Regions from separate parts of the Gossypium hirsutum genome. Here region 1 is linked to region 2. The links are chromatin contacts, called in public Hi-C maps. All regions are on one chromosome and are shown on one strand. Each heading gives the region's core, a stretch centred on a gene start, on an enhancer-like site or on the middle of the called end of the contact. The rest is flanking DNA. Distances are from core to core; before and after follow the strand shown. Region 1 holds the start of LOC107953315 (protein RALF-like 27). Region 2 holds the start of LOC121232120 (cytochrome P450 85A).

Region 1 (5,874 bases), core at 1,546-4,045, 130 kb before region 2:
AATTTTTATATAGTCATTTTAACGTTATTTTAATGTTTAAATAAGAGTAATATTATATATTTAATATAGGTTTATTTTTTAATATGTTATAAACTACCTAATATAAAGTATTAATGTTCAAGCTTGAGCCCGGTCCATATTTTAAACGAGTCTAATTTTTTTACCCGAGCTCATTTACAAACCTAATATTTTTATCTAAACCTCCCAAATTTTGAATGGGCTTTTGGATTTAGGTGAGTAGCCCGACTCATGAACAGATCTAATTTTAAATAATAATATGAGCTTTTTAAAAAGGTCAAGTCGAGTCAAGCTCATACTTAAGCCTGAAAATATTTTTTTTAAAATCAAACCTCAACTCGACTTAATCGGACCAAAATCTCTATTTTATAATAATTAGTAATGTTTATTTTAATAGAAATGTAGGAAGTATATATTTGTATAGTGGAACACTTTTAATTATGAAATTTAGTTATATTACCGGCTTCCTAGAAGCTTGGTTTTTTGTATTGATCGGTTAGTATTTTTCTCTTGGTCAAGTCAATGATGCTACAAACAAATTTTTTCCCTAATTATTACAATAAAAAGAATAGAATTTAACTTTCCAAAAAAAAAAGAGAAAATGATTTACCTACTTTATCTTTTTATATTATATTCTCATGTCATTGGTGTGCTTTATTAAAGCAAAAGATGATACCAATCTTCATTAAAGTAAAGTTAGTGGAAATAAAAATAAAAAAGCAAAAGGAATTCTAATCAATTAGATGATCACTTAACCTCATATAGGAGCATATGTAAGTTATCATTCCAAAGGCAAAAAAGAGAGAACAACAATGGGAAATGATTTCACTAGAGGAATTCTCTCCGTTTCTCTTGCAATCTTTGCTATTGTTTTCCCCATATATGCCTTTGAAACTTCCATCTTCTTAGATCAAAACAATGCCGTCACCACCACCCTATGCAATTCCACTTTAACCAAATATTGTGGCCGTAATGTAAACGGAGGCAGTCACTCGTCTAAACGTCTACTTCAAGGAGGACCAACATACGATCGTGGTCGTCATATATGTTATGGAGCTATTCAGAAGCCGGGGGTTTGTAATGGTAACATCTACGGTAATTGCATTGTACCTATTGGTCCATCATATCGACCTTGTACTGTGTATACACGATGCAAGCGAGGAGTTCGATAATCATTTTTTCAAGATTGTTAAATTTGTTTTTAGCTTATTTCATCTATGTTTTGAGTAAGCAATTTTATATGTTGCTTTTCTTAATCTTGTCATTATAATTCTCATAATAATCTATACACTTATACAAAAGCTGTCCTCAATTCATTGAGGTGTAGAATTTTTAATTGGAGCATATTGTTTTAAGAACAACTAAAAGGGTATTGGTTTTTTAAGATTAGTTTGAATGATTAAATATATGAAATTTTATGTGTGAGTTCTCTTTTAAATTATTCTAAATTTAAGTTTTATTATGTATAAATTTTATCTCAATTTATTTTAACTTAAGTTTAGCTATTTTCCAATTTTTAGCCTATTTTATTTCATATTTAGATTATTTCAGTTCTAATTAATCCAACATATATTATTTGTGATTTATATTATTATTAATATTAAACTCCGAAAAGTCTCATTTATATATTCATATTAAAATTTATAGACTTATATAACTTTTAAACTTATCATATATTGATTTCAATATGCACAATCATCCATAAATTCATATATGTTAATATTATTTTTCATGTAGTGCTTATGTTTTGATTAATTTTTATGTTACGTCTATAAATTCAACTCATATTTTAAAGAATTTATTTATAATAACTCTATTTCGATTCTAATTTATTTATTTAAAAGTTTATCATTATACTTATAATATATTATGTAGTTATAATTATTAATTAGATTTTTTAAGCAGAGTAAGAGATTTGGTTAATATTAGAGAATAATTATTGAGACTCAATGTTTTATTATTTTTATCATGTTATTGGAATTAATTGGATTAGGAATCGGTTAAGTATGTACCTAAAACAAGAGATATGTTCAATTGACACATAAAATTCAATAAACATTTTATTTAGCCAAAACTATGGATTTTAATTTTTTATCCTGAGAGAGCTGATGCCAGCACTCCATGTATTGACAAACCATAATTATTGTACTCTTGGGGCTCAGTGATGGCCTTTCGTGTTCTAATTTCCATTTGCCCCCTGCATTGGCCGAAATTGGTGGGGATTTGCACTAGTCTTTGGAAACCGAACTAAATTCAATGCAAAATCGAAGGTTTAATTTTGTCATTAGTTTCTATATTCTTTGAATTTTTTATAATTTAACTTCTCTATATTTAATTCTTAATTTAAAAATTAAAATCTAATTAATAATATTATTAAATTTGAATATGTGGCATTTTAGTATCAAAAGGTCTAATTTAAAAATGTCATAATTTTCTATACTCTTTATGAGTTTGAAATTTAGTCTTTTTACTTTTCAAATTTTAAAATTCAGATCCAAATATTAATTCTGTAAATAAATTTGTTAAATTCAGGTTTATAAGAATGCTATTTTTGAATATTTTTTATTTCAAAATGTTACACCAACAAAATTAAAAAGAAAAAAAATATATCCAACTGGTAATTTTAATCTTAGTTTTCAAGTTTTTTCTAAAAAATTAAAAATAAAACTTGACCAAGTCAAGCAAAATCACTGTCATTTTCTTTCACCAAATTTGAAGATGAAATAGCAAAGGCCCCACTATAAGACCCTTAAACCAATTAATGAAACCATACCCTTTCATTACTTATCCTCAATTTACAACTTTTTCTTATAGATAATCTCCCAACATATTATTTATTCAAGTGGCTACAAACTCAGAAAAACAAATCGGAAAAAGAAAAAAAGATCAAAAGAGGAACAATGGGATATTTTCCATTGTTCATATTAGCTTCTTTGCTGTTAATCAACAACAGTGTGACCAAATCAGCAGCTTTAGCCTTTCCTGAGAGCAAACCAAACACTACGAAATACGATGAAACAATTGGTGAATTCATCGAAGATGAAGAACAAGTGGTGTTGTTCGGTGAATCCGAGGTGAAACGAAGGAGACTTGCTGCAGATACTCCTATATCTTATCGAGGGTTACAGCGTCAACCGGTTTGCAATGCGTATATTTATGGGAATTGTATAAAACCTGCAGGTCCTGATTATCGGCCTTGTACAACATATAATCGTTGCAAGAGGGGAGTCAAATGAAAAAATAAATTAGGACTAAAAATATATGGAAGGTTTGATGTTTTGTTTTTGTGTTTGGTTTTTGATGTTACTGTTCTTCTGTTAGTAGATATATTGTGACTTTATACAAATCATTGTGAGTTTAAGAACTGTGTTCTTCGCATAATCATAAGGTATGGTGTGAAAAACCAGAGATATGGCAAAGAAATTGGTGATGTACCTTAGAGGTCCCTGTAATATAGAGACTTGATCAAATTAGTCTTTGTACTATCGAAAAGATCCAAATAAGACTAAATTAGAATAGATTTAATATTTACTGTTTAAAAAATATATATCATTTACTATTTAATAGAGTTAATATTTTTAAAGTTTTTATGATTCTTTAAATGAAATATTTTGTTTGAAATTGAACTGCAATTGAAAACAAAAATTCAAGATATTTTTTATAGTAAATGTTAATTCTGTTATAACTTGGAATTATTTAATTTATAGGGACTAAATTGATCTATTTAATAATAGAGGGAATAGTTTAATCTAGTCATTATGATATAGGGACCTCTCGAGTATTTTAACCGAAGGAAATTGAATGAATTCGAGGGAAAATAATTAAGGAAACTAATCTGATTTTGTATATGAATAAAAAATTGAAAATATGAATTCTAAACGTTCATTCTCAAAGAAAACAGATCATGAACTTGAATTGCAAGATTGTATCTATTTTTACATATGGGTTTGAAATTTGAAGACACATCCAGTATATTATCTTAGATTTTTTTAACATAAATTTTTGGAGAAGAGATAGTGGTATATATAATATCTTATTGTTTATTAGTTACGTTTTATCCAATTTCGAAAATTTTATTTACTTATTTAATCATATAAAAGTACACTTGAATAAGTCGAATTAAAAATGATTCGAAATTTTTATTGATAGATGAACAAAATGAAAACATACAAGTAATACAAGTAAAAATACTTACAAATCTAATTTAACAAGTTGAAAGTACTGTAGCAGCTACATTACATGCCCGGTATAGGGCTTTAGTATCATTCCCACAATATCTTGTAAACGGGAAGAGTCTTCTCATCACCACTATATCATCCCATACTGGTTGGATTTCCCAATTCACCTTGATTTCTTTTCCTTCGAAAATTTTCCCAAGTAGTTTATCCTTAGTCCAAAACACTACAGATGATAAACCCATACGACAAGAAGATGCAAGGATGAATCGGAAATCAACAGCTTGCTTTTGATCCTAGAAGATTGATCGAAAATTTTCCTAATAAATTTCTTTGTAATATCATCCGGAGATTTTATTAGAATGACAACGCTAACTCTTACATTTCCTTTCTTCCATCCAACATACACGTTATAAGTTGGTGTCGTCATGCTCTCCATTCTCGTCACCAAATTACTTTGCACTAGCGGTTTGTAATTACACCAACTCTCATAAGCCTTAATCGCTCTATTGGTGTAAACCACAGCCATGTTGATGACAACGATTAGAATTGGGGTTCTTCCCTTGAAAATAACCTAGTTTTGTTGGTTTCAAATACTCCATAAATTTGAGGTAAACAATATGAAGTTGTCCTTATCCTCCTTTGCTGATTTAATTCGCCTTAACATTGAGAGAATCCATTCAATAGGATAATTCATCTTCAAGATATCAGTTCTGGTCCCCAAATTTGATCCAATCCAAACAATCCTTGTAAAAGGACAGTCCGTAAAAAGGTGCTCTAAATCTTCTACACTATCATGGCACAGCGCACAACCAGTGTCTATGGTTTGAATTCTCTTTTTTATCTCCAACTTGTATGGTAAGGCATTGTTTAATATCTTCGACAAAAATATTGTAATTTGGAATGATAATTTCACCAACCACAACATTCCCCAATCACACTTATCAATAAGTGAGTTAGAATGAGCATTGTCATCATTTAAGTTCTCATTAAATTCTTTAAAATAGGTCAATCTTACCAAGTACTTACCATCAGAGATGAATTTCCCTATTAGCTCATCCTCGGCTTCAAAGATTGGGCCTTCATCTTTCCACTTCTCATCTATTGTGCTTAGGATTTCTTGTCTGATCTCCTCTTTGTATCTTTTTGAAGCATTTTTCTCGTCTCGTACTCGGTTCGTTCGTCCTTCGCCATTGTATTCCTTGTTTGATTATTTCTGTCGAAATAGGCCTTTGTGGGTGATCTTAACTAGATCAGATTGCCGCCAATAGAGTCAGATTGACCCGACCATTTTAAAATTTAATATTTTTTATTGTTTTTTTATTTTTTTAAGACCAATTTTTGTTTAGAACAATTACAAATAAAATCTACATAAAATATACAAAATCCAAATTACTTCAACCCAACACAAACCAATCTCAGCCCACTAACTTAATAATCCAACACAACCAACCCAACCCACTAACTTAACATATCATCACCCAACCCACTAATTAACCCAAACTAAATTTAACCCATCAAACCTTACATAAACCAACCCATTAACTAAAATATTTCTTTTTTTAATACTAACCCCCCCAAAACAAACAAATCTCCAGCATCAAACAAAGAAAGAAAGAAAAAATCCAAGCTTCAAGCCGCCGAACCCCTCTTTCTCCTTCTACCGTGCGCGCCACCAACA
Region 2 (5,300 bases), core at 559-3,058:
GAAATGACTTTAATTCTCGGAAAAGAAATTCAGGGTTTTCTTGATTCCAATTTTACATCAAGACAAATGCTTAGTGTTTTCTTTCCTTGTATTTCAATAATTAAACACCTTGCTAAAAATTGAGAATTTAGCCCCCTCGGTTTTAATTTTTCATAATTTTATTTTACTGAAAATTGTCATTCAACAATTTATATACAATGAATTAACAAAAAATCAATAGTTAAAGTTGGTGTGTAACAAATTAAAGTAAATGGACTACTAAATAGATGAAATTCATAATTAAATCTTAAAATTTTAGATATATCTCTAAATTTTCAAAATTTATGAATAGTAATTAATTATAAAATTAAATAAATCAAATCAAATTTAAAATCTCAAAACTTAAATTTCTACCAGTAGTATTTTCAAAATTATAATTATAAATTTGTTAAAAGTACATCTCCTCCAAAGTACACTGCACAACGTATAATCAATCAAAAAGAAAGCAAAAGAATTCTACTTCTTCACGTAATCAATCTAAGTCTGTAAACTGTACTGTTTGCTCTTCTTTTTTCATTTTTAGTCTCTGTTGAAAACAAACCTGAGACACAAATATAAGTTGCAATAAAATAATAATAATAATTTAATTTCAAGCTTTTAAAATAAAATTTTCCTTTGGGTACTAAAAAAAATTCCATTTTATGGTTAAACATTAACATAAATGATAAAATAATCAAACAGTTATTTATAACGTGTAATGTGTATTTAAAAAAAAAACAAAACAACCCAACCCCTAATAAAGAAAACATCCATGGTACTTTTAGCCAAAGAGGGGCAGTCAAAAGCTTGAAACTAGTAGTTACAATGGAACCAAACCCCTTTCTCTATCTCTCTCTTCACTTATTCACATGGTAACCAGGAGCCTGTCTTTTAGTGGTCTTTTTTGTATATCCATGAACAGATCTTGTTGACAGACATGTGAAGCACTGTGCTTTGGAAGTAAGCTTATATATAATATATATTATATTATGTAATATAGAGAGAGATATATAATTTTTAGGTCCAATAGGGTGGTATGCATGTGCCTCTTACCCTCATCACACATTTCCAACCTTTACCTTTATTTTACTTTGACTGAATTAGTTGCATCTTTCATCTAGTTTTTATTCCAATTATATCCAGATAACTTCTTTGTAATTCCATACACACACACACACATATACATACATTATATGTATGTGAAGAAACAGACAAGAATTGGGTTCATTCTCCTAATGCAGTTCTTTCATTTAAAGTTAAATTATATTATATTTTATTTATTTTAAAAATTAAAAATTAATTTTTATATATTTTTTCAAAGAACAAATTAGTTTTTTCTATTAAATTTTTTATCTATTTATACTCTTAAAAAATGTAGATATAAATAGTGATACGTGAAATGTCACATGTACATTATATTAATGTGTAAATATTAATTTTTAATAATAGAAATAAATGAAAATTTTTAATTAAAAAATCGGTTTGCTCTTTCATTATTGAGATTAATTTACTTTTACTTCTACTGGTAGAAGACTGTAAAATCTTTACTATCAAACAAACATTCATGCCCCCGTATTCTTGAAGAATGAATTCTTTCTTAATCTGCATAGTCTGTTTCTTTCTTCTTCTTCTTCTTTTTTAAATGTTTAAAATAAATATATATAATTTCCTTGAAATTCTTTTTTTAAGGTGTAGGGTCCTTTCCTAATGAGCTGCATGGTTCAGCCTATATGTCTTTTATCTTGTCAATGGACTATACATAGAGAGAGGGGTGTGTGGGACTATGGGTTTTAACACTTTACACTCCTATATATATATGGGTGTGTGTGCACCCCTTTAGTATATGTAGACTAATGAGAGAACTCCCATAACCATTTTTGCAGAGCTTTTGGAGATCTTTAAAAGAAGAAAAAAAAAAACAATGGCTCTTTTCATGGTGGTTTTGGTACTGGTGTTCATTCTGGCCCTTTCTATATGCACTGCTTTGTTAAGATGGAATGAACTTAAGTTCAGTAAAAAAGGGTTGCCTCCTGGTACTATGGGTTGGCCAATCTTTGGTGAAACCACAGAGTTTCTCAAACAAGGTCCTAATTTCATGAAAAACCAAAGAGCAAGGTAAACTGCCCCCATACCCCGCTCTCATTTCAAATGTTCTCAAACATTCTGTAATTTTTTCATTTTGGTCCTTACAGGTATGGGAGTTTCTTCAAATCACATATACTAGGATGTCCTACAGCTGTTTCCATGGATCCAGAGCTTAATAGATATATACTAATGAATGAAGCTAAAGGTCTTGTTCCTGGTTATCCACAGTCCATGTTAGATATCTTGGGTAAATGTAACATTGCAGCTGTTCATGGTTCTACACATAAACAAATGAGAGGAGCTTTGCTTGCTCTCATTAGTCCTACTATGATTAAACAACAACTTTTGCCTAAAATAGATGAATTCATGAGAAATTTTGTGAGTGATTGGGATAATAAAATCATTGACATTCAAGAAAAGACCAAACAGGTTTGTTTCTTTTACAGCTTTGCATTAGTTCATAGGTGTTTTCCTCTGTTTTCCTAATATGTATTTTTGTGTATGTCTGTAGATGGCATTTTTATCATCACTTAAACAAATTGCAAGTGTTGAATCAACTTCAATAGCACGAGAATTCATGCATGAGTTCTTTAAATTAGTGTTGGGGACTTTATCGCTGCCTATCGATCTCCCCGGTACGAATTATCGACGAGGACTTAAGGTAAAAAATCCATCAGCATTTTGTTTTTCATTACATTCCATAGTCTCAAGTCGATTAAGTTGTTCATTTATCACCTTGCAGGCAAGGAAAATTATACTTACAATACTAAAGCAACTGATAGGAAAGAGAAGAGGCTGTCAAGAATCACACAAGGACATGCTTGCTTACTTGATGAGCAAAGATGATAATAATAGATACAAATTAAGTGATGCTGAGATCATTGATCAAATCATTACCATCTTGTATTCTGGTTACGAGACCGTGTCGACGACATCGATGATGGCCGTTAAGTACCTACATGATCATCCATCTATTCTTGAAGAACTAAGAGTAAGTAACAAAAAAAAAAATCATGTTCTTCATATCTTTGTAATGAAATTTTTTTGATCTATTGATGAACAAATTTACAGAAAGAACATATGGCAATTAGAGAAAAGAAAAGACCAGAGGACCCGATTGAATGGAATGATCTTAAGCCAATGAAGTTCACTAGAGCTGTAAGAAAAATTGTGGGTTTTTTTTTTTGAGACATTATTTTTATTAATGAGTAATTTATTTTGAACTAAATAGTGATTTTGTTTTTTTATGCAGGTGATTTTTGAGACTTCAAGATTAGCTACTATTGTTAATGGGGTTTTAAGGAAAACTACTGAAGAAATGGAACTAAATGGTAAGTGAGCATTTAAATATATATTATTAAAGTGTGGGATCCATATATTGAAAATAATTCTTTTTGATCCTTACCTTTTGTAATATGAGCTTTATGGGCTCAAGAAGCTGAGTTTGCACTTTGCAAAAGTTATATATAATATAAACATTAGATTAAATCACTTTTTTGGTCTAAATTTTTTTTTTTAAATTAGTCATTGAACTTGGCAATTACTCTTATATTAGACCTTAAATTATTTTTTTGTCCAAATCAGTCATTGAATTTGGCAATTGTTCTCACATTGAAGCCTAAACTTTTTTTAGTTCAAATTAATCTTTGATATTTCCTTGAAAACTCTAAAAATAAGGTTCTAATGTGAGAACAATTGCTAAGCTTAAGTCCCAATATGGAAATAATTGTCAAGCTCAATGTGAGAATAATTATCTAAAGTTTAGGCCTCAATATAGGAACAATTATCAAGTTCAAGCACTAACATAAAACAATAAAAAGTTTAAGTCGTAATGTGAGAGTTGTTACCAATTTTAGGCTCTAAATGGTGATTTAACCCATAGTGTATAGATGTGTATGTGTGTAGAAGGGAAAATGTAATAGACATGAAATGATCTTCCCTATGTGGACCTTAGGTCTATCATGATTTACATGGAATGCTTACCAATCCAGCTAGGCAATCCCTATGGATCATTCATGGTCTTATTTTCAATGATTTTCTTAAAAGAAAGGTAGCTTTTTCAATATATATATCAAGGTAAACTTTTTCTTTAGAAACTCAGTTAGCCAAATGATTAGATTTTCATTGGCCCTCTAGATAAATTGGTGGGCCTTTGTCAATTTAAAGTTCAATAACATACTTAATCTTGAATCCCAGCTTTTGGTCTAGTAGCACTGCCTGTTCACTTCAAAACATAAATTTGTGGGTTCAAATCACAAACTTAATCCCCAATTTTTCATTTTTCTTTTTGTCAGGATTTGTGGTCCCTAAAGGATGGAGAATCTACGTATATACAAGAGAGATAAACTATGATCCTTTCATCTATCCTGATCCATTAGCTTTCAATCCATGGAGATGGATGGTTAGTAATGATCATATTTTTCTCTTTTTTTTATTTAATTTTTTTTATCAACGATATGAAAGTATTAATGAATGTAGGACAAAAGCTTGGAATCTCAAAGTAATTTCTTGATATTTGGAGGAGGTACAAGGCAATGTCCTGGAAAAGAATTAGGAATTGCAGAAATTTCAACATTTCTTCATTATTTTATAACTAGATACAGGTAACATAAATTAATCACTGTTTTTTAATCCGAAAATACATTTGTTTAACAAAGTTAATGATCTTAATTAATGGGTTTTTTTTTTCTTGGAGTGCAGATGGGAAGAAATTGGGGGAGAAAAATTGATGAAATTTCCAAGAGTTGAAGCACCAAATGGACTACACATTAGGGTTTCATCTTACTAACTATTAAAGAGATGTATATGTACATATGATATAATGATTTGTTAAGTTGAAAAAAAAAAGAAAAGAGGTTTAGGGTTGGAGTTCGATTTTAGAACACACTCCGATACTTAAGTCAGATCGAAGTGCAAAAGGCTGCATATGCCGTATTTTCCCTCACTTGGGTTGTATATATCCGGTCGGACACATTAGTGGATGGGACGATGTTCTCTTATTGAGGGGTTTGGTGGCTAATGGTACGAACGATTTTTTTTTCTCAAGGGCGGAACTCGGCTCAAGCTTTGAGAAGCTGGATATGGTCCGAAATATCTTATGCGATGTCGGTTCGGGTTATCGGAACTGCTGATTTGGACTCTGAATCTAATGGGCTTAACAGTAATCAAAAGGGCAGACAAAATGATGTTAAAAATTA

The links. Hi-C and Micro-C count contacts between places; a contact is called where the count stands out from the background.
Region 1: a contact with region 2 is called in a Hi-C map of leaf, with 1.9 times the contacts expected there. The contact joins the promoter of LOC107953315 here to the promoter of LOC121232120 in region 2. A contact is called at or near these places in 4 of 34 Hi-C or Micro-C datasets (all in leaf).

The regions. Positions count from the first base shown.
Region 1 is chrA07:12,430,491-12,436,364 of Gossypium_hirsutum_v2.1, reverse strand. LOC107953315 (protein RALF-like 27) reads left to right here and starts at 2,795. Exons shown (of 1, transcript XM_016888576.2): 1 at 2,795-3,545. The coding sequence starts at 2,919. The coding sequence ends at 3,254. It overlaps LOC107955911, which reads left to right and starts at 831. Exons shown (of 1, transcript XM_016891693.1): 1 at 831-1,190. The coding sequence starts at 831. The coding sequence ends at 1,190.
Region 2 is chrA07:12,295,438-12,300,737 of Gossypium_hirsutum_v2.1, reverse strand. LOC121232120 (cytochrome P450 85A) reads left to right here and starts at 1,808. Exons shown (of 9, transcript XM_041117580.1): 1 at 1,808-2,133; 2 at 2,211-2,532; 3 at 2,615-2,764; 4 at 2,846-3,094; 5 at 3,175-3,261; 6 at 3,356-3,434; 7 at 4,398-4,504; 8 at 4,582-4,706; 9 at 4,804-5,300. The coding sequence starts at 1,940. The coding sequence ends at 4,891.